4 separate regions of the Mus musculus genome follow, and all the other regions are linked to region 1. The links are chromatin contacts, called in public HiChIP or PLAC-seq and promoter capture Hi-C maps. All regions are on one chromosome and are shown on one strand. Each heading gives the region's core, a stretch centred on a gene start, on an enhancer-like site or on the middle of the called end of the contact. The rest is flanking DNA. Distances are from core to core; before and after follow the strand shown. Region 1 holds the start of Ccnb2 (cyclin B2). Region 2 has its middle 25 kb from the start of Gm46120. Region 3 overlaps Gm46120 (predicted gene, 46120). Region 4 overlaps Gm32074 (a long non-coding RNA gene).

Region 1 (5,274 bases), core at 1,467-3,966:
TGGGTTTCGGCTGCTTGTTGACATTTGTCACTTTGGTGGGCAGAGCTGGTACTTTGGTGTTCTGAGGTTTCTATAAAGGAAGATGACCAGTGAGCAGTGCAGGATGACCAGCGTAGCCCCTGTACAGTGTGGCCCTCCACACATGCCATCTTGTCCTTGTTACCTTCGCCACCTGAGTGGTTCTGTTTCTAACTTTATTTCCAATTTCTTCTAAAACTGCCCGCCGGATAGTCACATGGCTCTTGGCTTTAGGAATAACTTCTGTGTCAATATTCTTCAAATCACTGGACACCTTAAAACAAAACATACAAAAAGACCACACCGACAACAAGCAAGCAAACAAACAAACAAACAAAAAAAAAAGCCATTAAATACAGAAAAAAATGAAAAACACCTACCTACATAATGTCAAATACTCAAAAGTCAGAGCTACCCTGGTAAGGTGAATATGCTGACATCTATTTTAAAAGGAGAAGGTAGAACTGGAGATGGCTCTCAGCAGTTAAGAGCATTAGCTTCTCCTGGCTTGTCGTGCTGTGGACTGGGTTCAATTCCCAGTATTCACATGGCAGCTTACAAACTGTAGCTCCATTCCAGGGGATCTGACATACTCTTCTGGCCCATGAACGGACTGCACACATGATGTACTCTATTTATGCACTTCAAACAAAAGCTTAATTTGTTTGGTTTTTCAAGACAGGGTTTCTCTATAGCCCTGGCTGTCCTGGAACTCATTCTGGAGACAAGGCTATCCTGGAAGTCGCTCTGGAGACCAGGCTGGCCTCAAACTTGCAGAGTTAGGTTTTGGTTTTTGTCTTTAAATTTAATTATTTTTTATGGGAAAAGGTACATTTAAAGAAATCTAAAAATGCTATTTGAAATATCACTCTCCATTAGGCAAACACCCACTGCCTTACCAATAAAACAAAGATCTTTTTACTGATCTTATAAATTGTTTTGCATATTCAAGCAGTTTTCAAGCGACACCAAAGCCTCCCACCTAAATGATTACTTCTTATAAGTAACCTGCGTCTGCTGTTAAGAGATCCCTGTCGGTTCTCTTAGAAACTTCCATTCACACAGTATAGCTGCAATGATAAAGAGCTTTGATACCAATAGTTAATGATAGCCCAGCTGTTTAAAACTCCATGTTTCAGACTTCACACCAGCTTGGGTTATAACGCCAACCAAAGAATAAGAAATAGCACTTCCAAGGAAAGCCCTTCAGAAACAGCTTCCTATAGCATAGACTCAAATTAAGGACATTCCCAATGACAACAGGATGGGGAAGTCATTTTACCTCTCAAGTATTGGGAGAGTCAGACTTGAATGAAAACGAAAAAAAAAAAAAATAGTGTTACTTGAAATTAATTGCCTTCATCTTGAATACAGTTAAGAAACAAGGCTTGCTATTCATACCCCAAAGTTTACAGTGTGGTACAATAACAAGTATTCCATGAGAAAAAAATATTTAACTTTCTGAGTGTTGGGGGAGGGGGGGAACTAATCCTACAAAACAAACAAAAAAACCTCTCCAAAGGTTGGGGTTTTTTTGTTTTTTTTTAAGATGACCTGTGTAGGATAGACCAGATAAACTGTACCCCATCCCTACACAAGACTTTAACTGTTAAATAATTTGAAAGAACAAATTAGACAAAAATTAACTTGTTAGTGGCAGTTAGAGCTACAAGACATGAACCCTGACTGTATGTTCCTCATTGTTTAGGATTCTGATCCCCAAATCTAAGCTGTTCGGTCTTTACTGCTAGCTTCCCACGGCTAAATTCAAAATGAGTTTGAAAGTTCAATTTCTTATGAGTTAAAGCCTGGTAATGAGGGGTACCCCTGAATTCACTGGGAAGAGGAATTGGAGGCTTTTAACTAGCCAGGACAATGGCAGCAGCTGTGTCGGGGGCCCTCTTGTTTTCAACTAAAGTAGACCGACCCTAGTACAATTAAAGCCTAAAAGTCAGTAATACTTTCATTCTCAAAAAGGTAATTAAAGGAATTTGGCCTTTTGCCCAACTGTCTGCCATCCTAGGATCCAAGTTTTGTACGTTTCCTCTTACACTTGGGTGTTTTTGTTTTTTGTTTTTTGCTTTTTTCGAGACAGGGTTTCTTTGAATAGCCCTGGCTGTCCTGGAACTCACTCTGTAGACCAGGCTGGCCTCGAACTCAGAAATCCGCCTGCCTCTGCCTCCCAAGTGCTGGGATTAAAGGCGTGCACCACCACCGCCCAGCACTTAGGTGGGTATTTGTTTTCATTTTGTTATTTCTGTTTTTTTTTTTTTTTAAGAGGACAAAACCACACTTTAATGACCTTGGCCAGGAAGGCAGTATGAAGACGCGAATGGGAAGCTCACACGAAGCAAACTGAAAAATGTGAAAAGTAGAGAAATGGCACTGGGCGGCTTCCCGGTTCCTCCCGGTCCTCATCCCCAGCGCAGCACAGCCCTGAGTGGTAACAGGAATGAAGACCCCAGGCCGGGCCTCTGGACCGCTTTAGCTCTGCCAGGGCCTCTCCGGCAGCCTCCCGGGCTACCCGGCAGGACAGGGCACCGTAGCCCCGGCGCACTCACCGTCGGGCGTCGGAGCAGCGCCATGAGGGCCGCCCTGGCAAGTGCGGACGAGGCACAGCCACTCCGGTCTGCGACACCGTTGGGAGGGTCAGGGCCCCGCCGCTCCGCGTCCACCGCCCGGTCCGCGATTCAAATACCGCGCCGCTGACGCACTATTGGGTAGACGCACGCAGGGCGCGCGCAACCCATTGGCTAGACTGGAAGGCCTTTCTGCACGTTGATTGGCTGGCTTGTATTTGCTTGTCATAGCAACCAGCGAGGCCACCAGGCTTTGTTGTTTCCTTGTCTACAGTCTTATTTTCAAATTCTAGTCCCTGATATTAAATAAAATAATTTTTCCTCCTACTGGAAAAGATTGTCTTAATTTTAGGGGTAGGAGTGGGGAGCCATCACCTAAGGACATATGTCTTTAAAAGTTTGTTCTGGGTTAGGTAGAAGTGGGTTCCAGAGAACTTCCTGGAAATGCTACTTCTGACCTTACTTCCTCTTCCGGAAACGTCTACCTGGGAATTTGGATTGGAATGGTCTGGCAAATGAAGCCATCGTCTCCAGGTCGTTCAGGGCTACAAGATGATTGTGACTCGGATGTGTACTGTATGTGGTCTTCCTAAAACAGATCCCCAGCAGAGTCATAATTCAAACTAGACGTGATTTGTGTGACTTCCAGCACAATACAGTAGAACTCAGAAACTATTTGTCAAATGACGGTGTGATGTGCACAAGATTTCAAAAGAAAAATAATGAGTATCCCAAGTTGTGAACAGTGAGAGACAAGACAGAAAACAAAAACAAAAACAAAAAACAAAACCAGAATATTACCCTGGGGAAAAGACTAGGTAACAACACAGAAAATGGTGCAGTGCCAGCAGAACGACTTGAGATCAGGCTACCCCATCAGTCTTGTTCAAGTCCCTTCTATTGGGAAATAATAAATGCTCCCTCCCCCTTCGCCCAAATCTGACATTTCCAATCTGAGTCTAAAGGAAGAACCAGTGTTGTCCAACACTCCCACCTGAAAAGACAAGGTGGCAGTACTACCCCTCGACCTAAATTACACATGGATATTGGAAACCAAAGGAGCAGAAATAACTATTTATATCCCATTAAGTTCTCTCAAGTACCTGCTAAAGGAAATGAAAGTTCTGTGGCTGCTGACTCTTGGTCCATCATCCTTACAATCACAGAGGTTACGCATAGCTTTCTCTTTCTTGGGAAGCTTTGGTTTGGATTGGGGAAGAAAATGTGCTCTGCAGTTTGTACTATTAGCACATGCTTGTAATAATTCCAGTTACTTGGGAGGCTAAGGCAGGAGGATTTTTTTTTTTCCTGAGACAGGGTTTCTTTGTATAGCCCTGGCAGTCCTGGAACTCACTCTGTAGACCAGGCTGGCCTTGAACTCAGAAATGGCAGGAGGACCTCTTAAACTCATGATTTCAGCACCAATTTGGCAACTCAGACCTATTCTCTAACTGAACTTTAACTTTAACAAAGCCATTGGCTGTACTTCAGGTTACTGTGGTGAATGGACTTCACAACATGGTCGCATGTGTTCTAGGCCGGTTTACAGCTTTCTATGTAGTTGAGGATGACCTTGAATTTTTTTTTAATACTTTAAAAAAAGATTTATTTATTTTATGTAATATGAGTACTGTCATCAGACACACCAGACAGACATTAGATTCCATTACAAATGATTGTAAGCCACCAGGTGGTTGCTGGGAATTGAACTGAGGACCTCTGGAAAAGGAATCAGTGCTCTTAACCCCTGAGCCATCTCTCCAGCCCGACCTTGAATTTCTAATCCTCCTGCCTCTACCTCCTGAGTGGGATTACAAGCTGCACTACAACTAGTATATTGCACTGTCAGAACCCAGGGCTTCCTGAGGCCAAGGGAGTCTACCATGAGCTGCATGGCTAGCCCCTGTGCTGAATCTAAAATGGCCAAATTGTATTGGTTTGGGATTCTTCTTCCATGCCCACTCATTTTAGCTACCCTTGATAGTCTCTAAGGTGGCCTAGCAGTCCCTGGATCACTGACCCACTGTGTAAAGTCTAGCTATCCCTTGCTAAATAGATGACAGTGAAAAGACCCAGTGAACCATCAGCTGTTCTCACCATGCAATTGAAAGTGTCAGACGTCTAAATCAAGCATGCTAGACAGACTATTCCAGTAGCACTCCCAAGCTGAATGTAGCCACAGGAAGACCACAGTGAAAGATGAGCTAGATTCCATTAGCATTACCCAAATTGAGCATCTGTGAGCAAATAAAAGTACTTGAAACCAAGTTTTGTGGTGGTTGTCACAAAACACTGACACATTGAGGGCACTTCTGTGACCTACAGTAAGTCTTTCATTGCTGGTTAGTATGTTTTTGTCTTCTCATGGGGCCACAAAATACTATAGTGGTTGGGATATGTGATCCCTTTAACAATCTGAATTCTCAATGGTGTCTTGGTACATGCTTTCAATGGAAAAGTGGAGTGCATTTACCATCTCCAGATGTTTTGCCATTTGATAGAGTCTTGAAGGGTATGTTTATACAATATGGAAGCATGAATCAGATGCAACAGGGAATCTTGAAGAGTTCTGACTCCAGTCAGAGAGAATGTTTACCTACAAAGACAGTATGTCCAAAGCAACGTCTTGGCAAGAAACCTACTTTTAAAACACTAGGCAGACAAACTGGCATGTCCC
Region 2 (5,274 bases), core at 1,752-4,251, 670 kb after region 1:
GTCCCGGAACCAAGATCTCAATTTTCTTTTAATGTTTTTTACCTCTCTTAGTCTGACATACTGACAGTTTCTTTTCCCCCCACTGACTGGAACAAAATGGTTTTTATTCATCATATGTATTGGGATGCTTGGTGTAAAAATTCTAGGTCCTGACTGCAAACTTGGCTGTTGCTTACAATAATTCTCTTCTCAATGGCTATTTAATGAACACAGCTATTAAATAAAAATGAATGTTAGATATAAACGCGTGAGATCTTATCTTTCCTCCTCTGTAAAGAAAAAGTATGTCAGTGGAATGTATAATTCATAGTTTAGCCAGAAGATCACAGTAACCCAAATGACAGCAGGCATGGAATGAGCAGAGACTCTGTAGTCATGGAGGAAAGCTGGAAGGTTTACTACAGATTGACAATAGCTCCCCAAGACTCTCTGTGTGTCCTGAGTCAAACCATCAGAAAAAAACAGCTTGGGGCTTTTATGTTATTAGAATATTTATTTATTTACTTAGGCACAAGTGTGCATGTGTGTGTACATGTGTGTATGTGTGCATGTGTGTGTGCGCGCGTGTGTGTGTGTATGTGTGTGTGTGTATGTGTGCACTCATCTTTGTGTGTGCACACTTGAGTGTGCAGGCCAGAGGTCAGCTATGCATATCACTCCTCAGGAGCTATCTATTTTGCTTATGGAAATAGGGTCTTTTATTGGTTTGTAATCCCCTCACTAGGCTAGGCTGGTTTAGGGATCTGCCAGTCTCTGCCTCCCCAGCACTAAGGTTAAAAGTGCATACTGTCACACCCTGGTTTGGCTGCGACAGAGTGGGTTCTAGGGATTAAACTCCGGTCCAAATGCTTAGAAGGCTTGGGAACTGTGAGCGGTTACTACATATTCTCTGGTAGCCTCGGGGAACCCCCTTTCCCTTCTTAGCCACAGTTTTGCTATCCATAGCTAAGCAAGAGAGGTCTGCGGGGGAAGCCTGAGAAAGCCCCTCCTTACTATGAAGATAAGCATCTTCCTTTCCTTTTGCTCCCTCTGCTGGCCATTGGTAGAAATAACACTTTTGCCACCAACCTGCTCAACCTGTTGTCCCAGGGCTTATCATTTGGTGTTAGATAACCAATTGGGGGGATGATGTCTCAATCCTGGAGCAGGCTAGTTCCCCCACTCTCAGCAGTCCTTAGTTGTCTGTAGTTGTTTGTCAAGGGTTGAGGTATCTTGAGTTTTCCCCTTCTGTGTCAGCATGTCTGGTCTACAGAGTGAGTTCCAGGACAGCCAGGGCTATACAGAGAAACCCTGTCTCGAAAGAAAGAAAAAAAAAAAAAAAAAAAAAAAGAAAGCTAGCTGCCAAGTAATAGGGTAGGCCATGCTGTGGGGAAGAAAAGACCTCAAGATATCTCAAGATAAGAGATTCATACAGAGAGCCACAAAGGCATCAAATATGTGAGTGGGGAAGCCATTTTGGATGCTCAGGTCCAGCGGCCCCCAGAATTCCTCTGACTCCCCTGCCATCTCCAACAGTAAGAGAATCTAAGAGCAAGACAGACTGGAGAGCCACCAAATCAGCTCATGGGAGTACAAGTGAGAACAATGCATGGGAGATTTAAAGGCTACTACATTTGGAGAATTTGATGTAGAGCAATAAAAAAACCAAACAACCCTCTCAAAAAACATCCCAGAGATAAATGAGTGTGTGTAATGCTGAAGATGTAATTCACCCAGTCTGGGATTTAGCTTACACATGGTAGTCAGCTCAGTTGTGTAGCCAGCTGCTATTCCCTGCTGTCTACCACAGGACAATGATTAGACTATTTCTCCAATCTCTTCTTAAATAGTACCGTGGACTTATGAGAGATTTTATATTTTTCCCTTATTGTCCTTAGTGACACACTGCCTCATATCTAACAGAATAATTTGTCATCTAATAATCATCATTTGTGTCATCTTTAATTTGATATATTTTATGTCATGAATATTTTATCAAAGTCATTGATAAAATTGATGAGTAGGACTTAACCCATTTAGTATTTTTTAAAAACAAAAGTATTTTAAAATATTTGTTTGCATGTGTTGTAGTTTGGGGCATGGGGTGGGGTTGTACACTTCCTGAAGGTGCTAGAAAAAGCCAGAAGAGGGCATCTGCTCTGGATCTGGAGATACAGGCAGCTGTAATGCACCTGACATGGGCACGGGAGACCAAAGACCACTCTTAATTGCTGAACCATCCTTCCAGCTCCATACAGTTAATCTTTTAGTAAGGTGCTTTAAATATTTTTCTGAGTAGTTTTTGATACTTGAATGGAGCAACACTTAGTGAATGGTCATTGCAGCTGAAAAAAGAAAAACCATCCAAATTTGCCACCCATATAATAATTACTCTTTTATCATCTGCAGTTTTACAAATAAGTCATACACATTTTATTCAAAGCACTGATTAAAATTTTCAAATGGGACCTGGCAAATTCAGAGTCCTTTGGGAGGACACTCAGGCCAATGGAGTAGAGGTTTTGTTCTATCCTCTGAGTGACACTTAAGAAAGGTTCTAGCTACAAACTTGGCTGATCAGTAGCTCTTCATGCTGGTCTTCTATTCCCTTTGGCTCATGATGACATTGTGGAGAATTTAGAGTTGAGATATATTGGTTCTTTCTGTGTATTTTCAGAAAAGAACACTCTAATGAAATGATTTAAATTTAGTCTGACATGGCTGGCTGCTATGTTATCAACTTGTGTAGTTTCCTAATGAACACTAATTTGTTCCCTACATGATCATGAATAATTCATCCTGGGATCTGGAGAACTCAGGTTTGGTGATCCAACACACCTGGGTTGAAATCCTGGCTCTCATCATTGTGAACAAGGCCAGCTAGTCAGCTTCTCTGGGCCTCAGTTTCTCTTTTGCACAGTGAGAATGATCGAATTTCCCTCCCGGGTTTGATGTGATGTTCAAAACAGGAAGTTGTCACAGAAGCTAACAGCTTCTGGAACAGGCAGAAGCCACAGAGCTACTGAGGCAGAACCCATTTTGGGCTCTTGACATCCGGGCACCTTCCCTGCCAGAGGAGGGGCGCCTGCCCCACCTAGGAGGGCTTTGCCGTAGCACCTGGGGGAGCCACCTTGGTTCCCGGATCCTGCTGAGACTAGTCTGCACAGGTGAGAGTGTGGACCACAGAAGCTAACAGCTTCTGGACACAGGCCCTGTTTTGGGCCTTCATCTTCTGCCAGGAAGCAGGTCCGAACTCCAGATATCTGTGCACCTTCCCTGCAAGAGGAGAGCTAGCCTGCAGAGAGTGCTCTAACCACTGAAACTCAGGAGAGAGCTAGTCTCCCATGTCGGCTGATAGAGCCTAACAGAATCATGAGAGGAACAAGCTCTAACCAGAGACAACTATAACAACTAACTCCAGAGATTACCAGATGGTGAAAGGCAAACGTAAGAATCTTACTAACAGAAACCAAGACCACTCACCATCATCAGAACTGAGCACTCCCACCTCTGCGAGTCCTGGGCACCTCGACACACCCGAAAAGCTAGACCCAGATTTAAAAGCATATCTCATGATGATGGTAGAGGACATCAAGAAGGACTTTAATAACTCGCTTAAAGAAATACAGGAGAACACTGCTAAAGAGTTACAAGTCCTTAAAGAAAAACAGAAAAACACATCTAAACAGGTGATGGAAATGAACAAAACCATACAAGACCTAAAAAGGGAAGTAGACACAATAAAGAAAACCCAAAGTGAGGCAACGCTGGAGATAGAAACACTAGGAAAGAAATCTGGAACCATAGATGCGAGCATCAGCAACAGAATATAAGGGATGGAAGAGAGAATCTCAGGTGCAGAAGATTTCAGAGAGAACATCTGCACAACAATCAAAGAAAATGCAAAATGCAAAAAAATCTTAAAACATCCAGTAAATCCAGGACACAATGAGAAGACCAAACCTACAGATAATAGGAGTAGATGAGAATGAAGATTTTCAACTTAAAGGGCCAGCAAATATCTTCAACAAAATTATAGAAGAAAACTTCCCAAACCTAAAGAAAGAGATGCCCATGAACATACAAGAAGCCTACAGAACTCCAAATAGACTGGACCAGAAAAGAAATTGCTCCCAACATATAATAATGAGAACAAAAAAATGCACTAAATAAAGATAGAATATTAAAAGCAGTAATGGAAAAAGGTCAAGTAACATATAAAGGCAAGCCAATAAGAATTACACCAGATTTTTCACCAGAGACTATGAAAGCCAGAAGAGCCTGGACAGATGTTATACAGACACTAAGAGAACACAAATGCCATCCCAGGCTACTATATGCAGCCAAACTTTCAATTACCATAGATGGAGAAACCAAAGTACTCCATGACAAAACCAAATTCACACATTATCTTTCCATGAATCCAGCCCTTCAAAGCATAATAACAGAAAAAAAAAAAAAAAACTAATACAAGGACGGAAACCATGCCCTAGAAAAAGCAAGAAAATAATCCTTCAATAAACCTAAAAGAAGACAGCCACAAGAACAGAATGCCAACTCTAACAACAAAAATAATAGGAAGCAACAATTACTTTTCCTTTATATCTCTTAATGTCAATGGACTCAATTCCCCAATAAAAAGACATAGACTAACAGACTGGCTACACAAACAGGACCCAACATTTAGCTGCTTACAGGAAACCATCTCAGGGAAAAAGACAGACACTACCTCAGAATGAAAGGCTGGAAAACAATTTTCCAAGCAAATGGTCTGAAGAAACAAGCTGGAGTAGCCATTCTAATATCGGATAAAATCGACTTCCAACCCAAAGTTATCAAAAAATACAAGGAGGGGCACTTCATACTCATCAAAGGTAAAAATCTTCCAAGAGGAACTCTCAATTCTGAATATGTATGCTCCAAATGCAAGGGCAGCCAAATTCATTAAACAAACTTTAGTAAAGCTCAAAGCACACATTGCACCTCACACAATAATAGTGGGAGACTTCAACACACCACTTTCATCAATGGACAGATCGTGGAAACAGAAACTAAACAGGGACACAGTGAAACTAACAGAAGTTATGAAACAAATGGATTTAACAGATATCTACAGAACATTTTATCCTAAAACAAAAGGATATACCTTCTTCTCAGCACCTCATGGTACCTTCTCCAAAACTGACCATATAATTGGTCACAAAACAGGCCTCAACAGATAAAAAATATTGACATTGTGCCATGCATCCTATCAGATCACCATGGACTAAGGCTGATCTTCAATAACAACATAAA
Region 3 (5,274 bases), core at 934-3,433, 650 kb after region 1:
GGATTCCCAGTTCCTACAGAGACATGAGACTGGGTGGAGCCATAACCCACACATGACTGCTGACTCCTGGGCCAGAGACACCATGGGTATAGAGGTGTCCATTTGTACTTGCTTGAACACTGTTGTGAGGAGATCTAGTTTCCTATGAGCCGGATGGAACAGCCAAGAAGCACAAGGGATAGTGGAGAGTATAATCCCACAGCATTACCTGGACAAATGGAAACAAAGGGTCAGGAGCTAAAGGCTTTCATTCCCTCCCACAATTGCTCTCCATAGATCCATGACCACTCCATGAGCATGCTCACCTGTCTCTCCCCTCCTTCTCTGCCCTTCTCTCCCCTTGTTCCTATTTACAGAGATTACATTCTTCAGGTAAGGGTTGGCCAGTAAGTGTTTGCCTTTGAGCCCACCGGCTCACTTCTGTGCTCTCCTGGGCCTGAGGACAAAACCTCACTTCTCTTTCTCCACAGAGAACCACTCTGGTCTCCAGCTAGGCGCTGAAGCATCAAGGCTGTAGATTTTTACTCCTATACAGAGTTATGGCCAAATTTTCCTGTGCTCAGAAGGCCTGGCCTTTGAGCCATTCTATCCAGGTGGCCTTTTGCTTTATTGCCTGCCAACTGAGGAAGGTCTGAGCCACAGAGAGTCTGTCAGTAGCACAAAATTGCCTTGACTTCCTAAGACTCCTATTCTTAAAGAGACTTACAAGCCAGTCATGTAACATATATCTCCTCACACTGTACAATTAATTGTACATCAGAACCTGATCATTCTGTGTCACCAGTAAGTCCCAGCTGTCCTGAGTCCCTGCCTCCACTGCTGTGAACACAGTCATTGTTCTAGCCCAGGCTACTCTGCCACCTTCGCTTACTGTCTGTTCCCTCTCCTGGTTTCCGTGCTGCCCTTCCTCCTGCTCCAGTCTCCTAGAGGCACACAAGATAGCTCGGCCAGCCAGGTGTCTCACGTCACCATGGCCAGCATCTGCTGTACTCCTGGAGGGTTTGGAGGTGGCTCAAAACTGATCTTGGCTTTTGAGGACACCACACATCCTCCTGTTCTCTCCATCATAAGCAGGTGGCAGGTGTGCACTGCAGGATATGTGAGTAGCGTCACGCCTGACAACAGGGACTGGAGAAAGAATACTTGTGCTGAAGAAAAGCTTAATTATGACTGAGCCCGACTACATGAGAGAATACAGGAAATGGATATAATATATAATGAATGTAGCCTGCTCGGGAAAGCAATTCCAAAAATTATGTTAACATTCTCATCTTCCCCCAGGGGCTGCCCCTTTTCAAGTTATCTTATTTCCCTCTCTCTGAATTATGAGCCTGGATGGTTACTCTGCTTCTGATTCAAAGTCACAAACTATCTGTGCCTTCCTGCAGAGATGTGAGAGGTGAGCTACTTCTTCAGCTGGGCTGATAGATCCTTCCAGAAGCTTCAGCTGCTGCCCTTGCTCACAGGTCCGACCTCTTGTCACCTGGGTGAGGCTGACTCTTTCTAGTCTCCTTGTCACTGGGAAGCCTCACGTGGGGTGGAGGGGGCCCAGAGGTCAGTTTCAGCCTCTCAAGGTGTTGACGGGGTGAACCAGAGACTTCTCGGTGGTCCTGTCTGCTTGCTGGTGCGATGAGCCACGTGGTCCTCATTGCCTCTGTACCAGCCCATGCTTATGTCACCACTGTGTTCCCTGCGGCTTGCTAAGCAGCAAGGACACACACTGGGGGGGGGGGGGGGGGCTGGGAGTGCTTCAGTATGCAGAGTTTGTGAGGCTCGCCCAGATGGAGTGGCCCTTGCATTTCTTCTGCTAATGGAAAAGAAATGAAGGTCTTGAAGAAAGGGTTTGAAATAGTCATTTTTTAAAATTTTCTCTGCACAGGTGTGAAACAGGGTTGGGCATCCTGGGATAGATGGCTGCCTCCCAAAGCCTTCTTACCACCATCCTTCAAATTCTTTTCATTGCTCTTTATATTATATCATATTACATGTATTTTTTATTTTTTATTTTTATTTATTTTTTGCTTCAAGACAGGGTATCCTGCAGCCCCAGCTGACCTCAAACTGTACGCTACCAGAGATGACCTTGGTTTTCTGATCTTTATTCAGATGGACCACAGAGCTCTGTGCCGTGAGGCTAGCACTCTACCGACAGGAACACACCCTTAACCCTCACCACAGGAAGTGGATATAATGAATACAGACTTCTCGGGGAAGCAATTCAGAAAATTATGTTAACATTCTCATCTTCCCCCAGGGGCTGCCCTTTTAAAAGCTTTGCTGGTAGAGAAAATTATCTGGACAGGGGCCTAGCTTGAAACTGGGCTTTGGAACTTTTTTGTCCAACATAATTGAGAGATTTTTGAGGGTTTCACCCTTAAGCAGCCTACGGATTGAGTGATTTATTTATATATTTTTGCCAAAGATATTTGTGCTAAAAAGAAGCACTGAGAGACCAAAAGGGAAAGATTCTCCCATGCTCTAATGTGTAAAACCCGTGCAAAAACCTTTAAAATTGTTGTGCCTTAAGCTTGCTTGCATCATACTATTCCAGCAAATGCTCTAGCAAGGCAAGGAGCAAGAATCTATGATTACAAATTGTCCCAACAACTGGAGTGGGGGCTCACTCAGTTGCCTGCCTGTGGCTTCTGCTTCCCTACCTGGGCTGCTCTGTCTAGCCTCAGTAGGAAAGGATGCGCCTAGTCTTGCGACTAATCACTTGAGGTGCCAGGGTGTGTTGGTCCCCTGGGAGGGACCTCCCCCTTCTCAGAGGTGAAGGGGGTTTGGGGAAAGATCTGGGGGGAGGGAAACTGAAAGGAGATGTGGGGTTGCAACTGGGATGTAAAGTGAATAAATCAATTAATTAATGGGGGGAAAGCCCACAAATTTGGGTTCCCCACTGTTTGAAGCCATATCTGTCACAGACCACAGCACTCTGTCACCACCTGGTGGTAGCATAGGCTCCTTCCACCGAGTGTGCCCTGTGTGTGTGTGTGTGTGTGTGTGTGTGTGTGTGTGTGTGTGTGTGTGTGTGTACAGGTAGAGTTTGTGACTTTGAATCAGGAGCAGAACGACCATATGGATTCATATCATAACACACATGTTCATGAAGAGAAACTGAATCTTAGAAAACAAATTGTAAATATATAAATTTGTCTCATATGATACTATTGCCCTTACTTAGAATATATGATCCGTCTGGGGCAAAACTATTTTATATAATATTACATCCCATCTCATGGAAAGCTTCAAACTTACAAAGTGAGTCTCAAAAGTAATTGAATATCTTAAAAAGATATGAATGTTATAAGCAGACGTTATAAAGAACATGATTTGTAAAAATATCAATGTATAGAATGTATTATAATAATAATCAAGTAGAACATGTAGGAGATGTTTTAATCAGATGTGACCCATTATGCCCATTATAATGTTGAGTTCCAGTTAGTAGGCATAATGTTTAGTTACCTTGTGGGCTATTTTTGGAAGATTTATTTTTATTTATGTGTATTATATGTGCTTATATGTTTACATGTATACATTCTTGCAGCTGCACAAGGAGCCCAGAGGCAGGCATCAGCTGTCCTGGATCTGGAGTTATAGGTGGTTGTAAACCACCTGATGTAGGTGCTGGGAATTGAACTCAGGTCTTTTTCGAGAGCAGCAAGTGCTCTCAACCACTGAGCCAAAGGTCCAACTCCTCCCATGTTTTTGAGGCACAGATTCCCTATGTAGCCTAGCCTGGTCTCAAACTTACAATGATCTTCCTGTCTCTGCCTCCTGAGTACTGGGGATTCCATGCATGCATCACCAAGCTCTGCTTTCTCACATGTATTTTTTTCCTCATTATTTTCTTATTTCTTATGTATATGAAGCAATTGACAGTCCCAGAGTTGTTTTGAATGTCAGCATGTGTGGCATGTGTAGAAGACTCCAGTCTATTTGAGCAGTTTGATATCTTCCCAACCTACTTCTGGTGTGTGTGTGTGTGTGTGTGTAATTTTACTTTTCCAAGTCTTAACTTCCTGGGTTGGGTCTGTAAAAATCATTGATTCTATGTCACTGGGTTGGGGTGAACATCAGATAAGATACTAAGTATTCATGTGAATACGCTGTGCATCTAAGGCATCACTGATGCCTGGCAAACAGAGTCTGGATTCCAAAGCTGCCCTTTTGGCCTCAGCGACTCAGTGCCCTCCTTTCATAAGGAACCCAAGTCAAAAATCTCTGGGACATTCTCCTCCTCAATACTTTAATTCTCTTTTAATCCTCTGGTTCTTAACTTTTCCAGCATGTCTCTCAAGCCCCTCCCCCATTTCCCACATCCCAGCCTTAAAGGATATTGGAGGAATGGGAGGGTTCAGGAGGGACAAGCAGGGTTGGAAGCTCACATGGTTATTGGGGGAGGGTGGGAGAGGCAGAGCTGAGCAAGAAGAGTATTCCAGAAGCTGAGTCATCCCAGATAAGTTCCAGGAAGATAGAGTTAGGTAAGCAGAAGAGGGAGTCTGAGAAGATGTGGTCCTGTCCAAGATGGGTGAAAACTGAAATGACATCCCAGGGACATGTTCATCCCTTTGCCTGCACTGGGCCAGGCCTCTCTGCATGGAGGATAACAACTGGGATTGTACATTTTGAACAGAACAGAGCACATATATTTCTGGAATTTACACAGAGAGAGAGAGAGAGAGAGAGAGAGAGAGAGAGAGAGAGAGAGAGAGAGACAGACAGACACACAGACAGACACACAGACAGACAGACACACTTTGAAATCTTCTAGAAGGAAGTTGAGGGCCTTCAGATTCAATGCTCCAGATTACTTCTGTTGACTTCCTTCTGTATAAGAAGCGTAGAATCACCACTTCCTTTGCTCCTGCTGTGTTGTTTCCCCACCCCCTCCTCAGGGAAGTTGCTCTTCAAGAGGCCCTATGTTGCTGGACGCCTCCATCACTGTGCTGGAATTGGACTGGCTTTTCTTTTCTTTTTCCAGAAAATGAAGAGTCGCTTTCTTTTGCGCATACTCGGGCTGCTGCGGCTCCAGGTCGCTGTCTGCCAAAAGCCCACGCTGAGATTGAACCTTCCAGAACAAAATGGCAGCCTGCCCTCCGATCTGGAGTACAACTCCTCAGTGCACCTGCCTTCAGAACTTGTGTCACCGCTGGAACGTGGCAGGAGCCTCCATCCTACGTTCTCATTGCCTAACCTAGCCTTCACAAGGCTGGCTTTGGAGATTCGCCAGCTGCAAACATCTTCCCAGGGCATGCCCACATTCCCGTGGTG
Region 4 (5,274 bases), core at 1,644-4,143, 540 kb after region 1:
ACTCTTCTCTCCAGGCATATCAGGAAAATTCTTTTCTTGCACATGCTGTCTGTCCCCTTCAAGGCAGAAAGCCCCCCCCCCCAACACACACTGTATTTTTTCCTGATGCTGCTATTCCCTGTTAAGCAAGGGGATGCTGGGCACAGCCTGCCTTTAACCTGGATGCTCAGGCAATCCTTATAAATAACGAATGCAGACAGGCCTAATGAGAGCAGCTTCCGCTCAGGCTGCAGCAGAGGCTTGGCTCCTCCAGCTTCCCAGGAGGGTGGAAAGCTCAAAGCCAGTTCTGGCTAGTGTGGATTAGAGTTCCCAGCAGCCCAGGCACTGTGTCTTGGAGTGCTTTAATCAAATGCAAGGCCACAGCTAAAGCTAGGTAGGGGTGTGAGAGGTGTGTGTGTGTGTGTGTGTGTGTGTGTGTGTGTGTGTGTGTGTGCGTGCGTGCACATGCGCGTGCATGCACACTCGCAGAGCTGCTGAAGGGGTGGGTGGCAGAACAAGCAGGCTTCTGCAGCCAAGATTTTCTCCCCTGCATGTGGAGACTGGGGAGGGAGCTGAGTGGGCAGCCTGGCACTTCAGGCAGAGAGACAAGGGTACTGCCTAGTACAACAACATGGTAACATGGGTGCTACCAGATAGGGTTGGTGGGGATGAAAGGCAGAGGGGGAGGAAGGCAGGGTTCTGGGAGGGAAAGGTCACACAAGGTTTGTTGTGGTTCTGGAAAAACAGTTCTGTCAGTCCCATGCTTACGTTGCAAACACAAGGACCTGAGTCTGATCTTCACAGCCCATATTTTAAAAAAAATTGGGTGTGATGGCATGTGCTTCTGTGCTATCTCTCAGGGAGGGGATATGTGGGGCTCACTGACCAGCCTGACTAGCCTCCTCAGCAAGTTCCAGGCTAAGGGGAGAGCCTGTCTCAATAAAACCAAAGAGGGCAGCATCTGAGGAATGACTGTGGAGGTTGGCCTCTGGTCTTCCCCACAACACACACACACACACACACACACACACACACACACACACACACATCCCTGTTCCATCATGGTGGAGATGCAGTTGAGGGAAGAGCACTTATCAGAAAGGATGCTTTTGATTGAACAAAGAAGTCAATATGCTTTAGTTTGAGTTGAAGTATTTAAGCTATGTCACAGGACCCAAGATCAGGAGCCAGCAGTCCTGTAGGCAGAGGCGACTCAGGGAGCAGGCTGGCATCAAGACTCACTCTATTCTTCCTGACTCCCCATTTGAGCTTTCTTTGTTTTAATGGTCCACGTGGATAAAGAAAATAAAGTCTTTATTCTGTAGCACATGCCCAGCATGTTTGGGATTTTGACACCTGGAGAGTAATTACCTTAGTCTTAAAGTTCTGGGGGAAGAGACTTGGATCAGCCCCTGCAGGTCATGCTCCAATCAAATCTTGCCATGTTGGGAGGCTGTTCAACCTGGCTTTGGGTAACGGGGATGCCAGATGTAGATTAGAGAGGGAGGTGAAGAGGTTTCATTCTGAAACAGATACTTCAAGTCTACAAGCAGGGAGGGATGGGGCAAACTCTCCTGAAGGGTTTTTTCCTTTTGTGTATAACTCCTGTGTGGGTTTTTGTTTGTTTGCTTTGTTTTTGAGACGGGGTTTCTCTGTGTAGCCCTGGACGTCCTGGAACTCACTCTGTAGGACAGGCTGGTCTTGAACTCAGAGATCCACCTGCCTCTGCCTCCCAAGTATGGGATTAAAGGTGTGTATCACCACAGCCGCTACACCTATTTGTTCTCAGCCAACAATGGAGCCCAGACCAAACCTGAAGTCTGTGTGAAGTCTGTGGCGGTGGTTGTAGGGTTTGACTCCTGGAACAAACAAGCTTGTGACAATTTTGGAAACAATATTGAGTTCTGGGAGATGACACTATCTATAAATAACAATGATATCAACTTGGCTAACAGCCCTGGGAAAGCTGAGAAAAGAGATGGCAGGTTAGCAAACAGCTCTCTCATAGGCTTCGAAGAAATGGCTCCCTAAACTCGCAGTTTAAAAACATCAGACAGATAGCTAATTAGTGGAAATCTAAACACATGTCAACCCCACCCATCCATGATGTAACTGCTTTCTTCTCTTTTTTTCTTCTAGCTTTGCCCAGCTCTTACACAGCTTCTGAGAATAAACAACATTTTGTGTTTCATATTATATAATGCGTAACTTTTCTTTATCTTAAACATCTTTATCAGCACTCTGTGCCTTGGATTAAATTTGCTGTACTCTCCTTAGCACAGACTTAAGATCTGATTTTAAATTTGAGACTATGGTGTGAGTCATAGAAAATGCGTGAGACCAAGCAAAATTAGCTCCAAGCTTTGTTTCTTTCTGCTTATGAGTGTACATGCATGTGAGTGTACTGTTGAGGCCACTATGAAAGTAGTTTGGGGGGTGGGGACTTCTCTATTGCCCCCTTTACCTCTCAAATAAACAATACAGAGATCTTGTTTTTGTTAGCAAGCTTTAAGCACTATAGCTAAGCAGTTACTCATCTATTCTAACCCGCCATGACTGCCTATGTCCAAGTCACATGACCCATTACTTGTCACCTTAGTCTTGTCCTGGCTGCTCCTGCTCAATTGGTGTCCTCATGGTGACTCTGCTGGTGACCTGCTCATGGTGAATGCACATGATGAGTATCCTACTCCCACTCCCCTGCCCCACACACAGAAGTCCCGCCTTATCCTCTCCTGCCCCACTATGGGCTGGTCATCTCTTTATTGACCAATCAGAGGTGATGGAAAACGATTTTTTTACTCAAGATTGAGACAGGAGATGCTTGACAATGCCAGCATCCTGACTGCAACCAGATCTCCAGGCACAGTAAGCAGGATCTGAATACACAGAGCCCAAACCATTTCCCAACAGGCCAGAAGATGGCATTGGACTCTAAAGCTGCAGTTATACTTGTTTACAGTTGTGAGTTTTGCTCCATGTGGGTGGTGAGAAGTGAATTTGGGGTCCTCTGGAAGAGGAGGAAGGACTCTAAACCACCGAGTCATCTCTCTATCCCCTCAGAGGAACTTAGAATAGAAAATGTCACCTCCAAGTCACAAAGTTAGACATCTAAGATGCAAAGCTACCTACCGTTGGTTTCGTTTGTTCAGACAGGTTAGTAATTACCCGCCTGTTGTCAGATAGTGATCGAGTTTCACGGAACATAACTCTCAGATGCATCACAAGACTGCACGAACGTTTGTTTGTCACGTTTGTTTGTCAGATAGGACCCTTTTTTTTTTTTTTTTGTTAACAGAGGGATTTTTTTTCCCCTTTCGGCTCACTGTCATGAAAATAAAGGTAGTAAAGCTGAAATGAATTATGGCGATTTTAAATCTGACCGATTTCGTGATTGGTAGGCAAGCCAGCATGGAGGCATTTACATTTCCTGGGCTTGGCTGGCTCTCTCGGTGCCCTTTGCGAGCTGCACAGAGATCTGAGCTGTAAGTCTGGTTATAAGCTTATGCAAGCCCTTAGTCACCCTCTGGATGAGAAGCAACCCAGGCTCAAGGCTGTACATTCTATGCTCCACTGTGGATTTCTCTGGAGTAATTCAGCTAGCCTATGATTTTTTTTTTTTTGAGGGAGAAGTGATTGAGCAGATTTATTTCAAAGCACATTTACATTTGAAAACAGGGGTTGATCAGCTAAAAAGAGCTATTCTTGAAAGGCGCACACGCAGAGCAAATTTAGAACAAGCAGACTATTTAGACATGATAGCCATGAATGGCCTGGACCTTAATGCACTGGGGGTATATCACACGGGTACAGATTGACTCTTGACCATGTGGCATTTCAGCCTGGAAAGCATGAAAGGAGTTCTGTCGTTCCCGTGTCTCCTCCACAGAGCACTCTGAAGCACTCCAGGCTGGCATCCACAGGATTTTAAATATACTTGACCTGAAGCAAACCCATGGAGAAGCCTGAACTTTCAGTGTGGTAGGAGGATGGGATCTGGATTCAGGTTGTGGGCTGGTCTCCTGCTTCTACCAGTTGCCGATACTTGAACTTGGTTGGGTTTCATCTTCCTTGTCTGGAAAACAATAGGAAGTTATTGTTATTATTCTTGAACTGAGTTGTCAGGTGCATTGGTCATATTCAGTTATGTAATGTGGTAACTCTCAGACTTCAGCCTCCATGCAGGTCACCTGGGATTAAGTTCCCATACAGCCTCTAACGTAATAGGTTTAGGTGTTGTCTTATGTTGTGTATTCATGTGTGTGTGTGTGTGTGTGTGTGTGTGTGTGTGTGTGTGTGTGTGCGTGCTCACGTGTGTACTTGCCTTGTGTCTGTCAAGCTAGCTGGCCCTCAAGCTTTTGGAGCATCTTTTAGCTCTGACTTCCACCTCACCACTGGGATTCTATACATCAGCTATTGAGCCCAGTTTTGTGTGGGTTGGGAGTCTAAGTTCTTCATGCTTTCCCAATCAGCTCTTTATTCACTGGGTTGATGAAAACCATGAGAGCCCCCTTTTCTTCTCTGGCTTCAATCTGCCCAGTCCTTTTGAGTAAAAGCCCTTGCCCACTGATGAGACAAGGAAATAACTTTGGTGGATTCTCTGGTTTGGATAAGTGTTCCCCGCAAAGGGCCATGTATGGAAGCTCATGGCAGGATTTGGAGGGAATATTTGGTTTGGCTCTTGACTACAGAGATTAAGGTCCATGGTCAACTAAATCTGTAGTTTCTGGATTTGTGATAAAGCAGAACATCATTATAGATATAGTAGTGATGGAGAGACAGGCAGATAGACAGACAGAGCAAGTGACAGAAAGATAAAGAGAGAGACAGAGAGATACAAAGAGAGAGACAGAGATAAAGAGAGAGACAGAGAGATACAGACAGACAGAGAGAAACAGAGAAAGAATATTCAGGATACTCCAGTGATCCATTTCCTCCAAGCAGACCCTCCCCTGTGAAGTTTTCATTGATTCTCAATAATGTCACAAATGTACAATCCTGTTATTGGATTAACCCATTGATCAGAGCAGAGCCATCACGGTCCAGTTGTGTCTCAATGATCCACTCCACCAGCTTAGAACTAAGCCTTCCATTCATGGCCCTTTTGGAGGTGCCTTTCACATCCAAACTGCACCCATCATTCCACGCAGTGGGGATGCTCTGGGTATTGATCAGAATCTTGGCTTCCGTCCACTTTATGCCTCCCAGTACCCACCACAGAACAGTTGTGACAATCTGACCACTCCAGGTGCTGTCAATGTCATCTGGGGGACAAAGTTGTCCTGGTGGAGATAC

Evidence for each region. Promoter capture Hi-C pulls out the DNA fragments that hold promoters and counts their contacts. HiChIP or PLAC-seq counts read pairs in DNA pulled down with a chosen protein or histone mark.
Region 2: an H3K27ac HiChIP or PLAC-seq map of large pre-B cells shows a contact between it and region 1, with 6 times the contacts expected there. The contact joins the enhancer-like site here to the promoter of Ccnb2 in region 1. A contact is called at or near these places in 8 of 39 promoter capture datasets (the C10 cell line, cranial neural crest, frontonasal cranial neural crest and 4 more), 1 of 484 Hi-C or Micro-C datasets (cortical neurons), 1 of 115 datasets of contacts at active chromatin or transcription factors (large pre-B cells) and 2 of 9 other capture datasets (liver and pancreatic islet).
Region 3: a RAD21 HiChIP or PLAC-seq map of pro-B cells shows a contact between it and region 1, with 16 times the contacts expected there. The contact joins the enhancer-like site here to the promoter of Ccnb2 in region 1. A contact is called at or near these places in 15 of 39 promoter capture datasets (the 3T3-L1 cell line, 3T3-L1-derived adipocytes, the C10 cell line and 10 more), 1 of 15 datasets of contacts at CTCF or cohesin (pro-B cells), 3 of 484 Hi-C or Micro-C datasets (the G1E-ER4 cell line, the HPC-7 cell line and LSK cells), 4 of 115 datasets of contacts at active chromatin or transcription factors (embryonic basal ganglia, epiblast stem cells, large pre-B cells and 1 more) and 2 of 9 other capture datasets (adipose tissue and liver).
Region 4: a contact with region 1 is called in a promoter capture Hi-C map of hippocampal neurons, with 2.4 times the contacts expected there. The contact joins the enhancer-like site here to the promoter of Ccnb2 in region 1. A contact is called at or near these places in 10 of 39 promoter capture datasets (the C10 cell line, the HPC-7 cell line, HPC-7-derived erythroid cells and 6 more), 1 of 484 Hi-C or Micro-C datasets (cerebellum) and 2 of 9 other capture datasets (liver and pancreatic islet).

Annotation. Positions count from the first base shown.
Region 1 is chr9:70,418,838-70,424,111 of GRCm38.p6, forward strand. Ccnb2 (cyclin B2) reads right to left here and starts at 2,717. Exons shown (of 9, transcript NM_007630.2): 1 at 2,580-2,717; 2 at 164-292; 3 at 1-70. The coding sequence starts at 2,603.
Region 2 is chr9:71,091,255-71,096,528 of GRCm38.p6, forward strand. No RefSeq gene overlaps it. Among named protein-coding and RNA genes, the nearest start is that of Gm46120, 25 kb to the left of the region's middle. Within about 2 kb of position 3,002, at least 6 of the 459 cell types and tissues checked have an H3K27ac peak or open chromatin away from gene starts, as enhancers often do.
Region 3 is chr9:71,071,153-71,076,426 of GRCm38.p6, forward strand. Gm46120 (predicted gene, 46120) reads left to right here. Exons shown (of 2, transcript NR_168672.1): 2 at 4,985-5,274. Among named protein-coding and RNA genes, the nearest start is that of Gm46120, 4.6 kb to the left of the region's middle. Within about 2 kb of position 2,184, at least 13 of the 459 cell types and tissues checked have an H3K27ac peak or open chromatin away from gene starts, as enhancers often do. A contact at or near this core is called in pro-B cells, where this site is marked.
Region 4 is chr9:70,963,303-70,968,576 of GRCm38.p6, forward strand. Gm32074 (a long non-coding RNA gene) reads right to left here. Exons shown (of 3, transcript XR_379595.1): 3 at 3,636-4,054. Among named protein-coding and RNA genes, the nearest start is that of Gm46118, 7.5 kb to the left of the region's middle. Within about 2 kb of position 2,894, at least 18 of the 459 cell types and tissues checked have an H3K27ac peak or open chromatin away from gene starts, as enhancers often do. A contact at or near this core is called in hippocampal neurons, where this site is marked.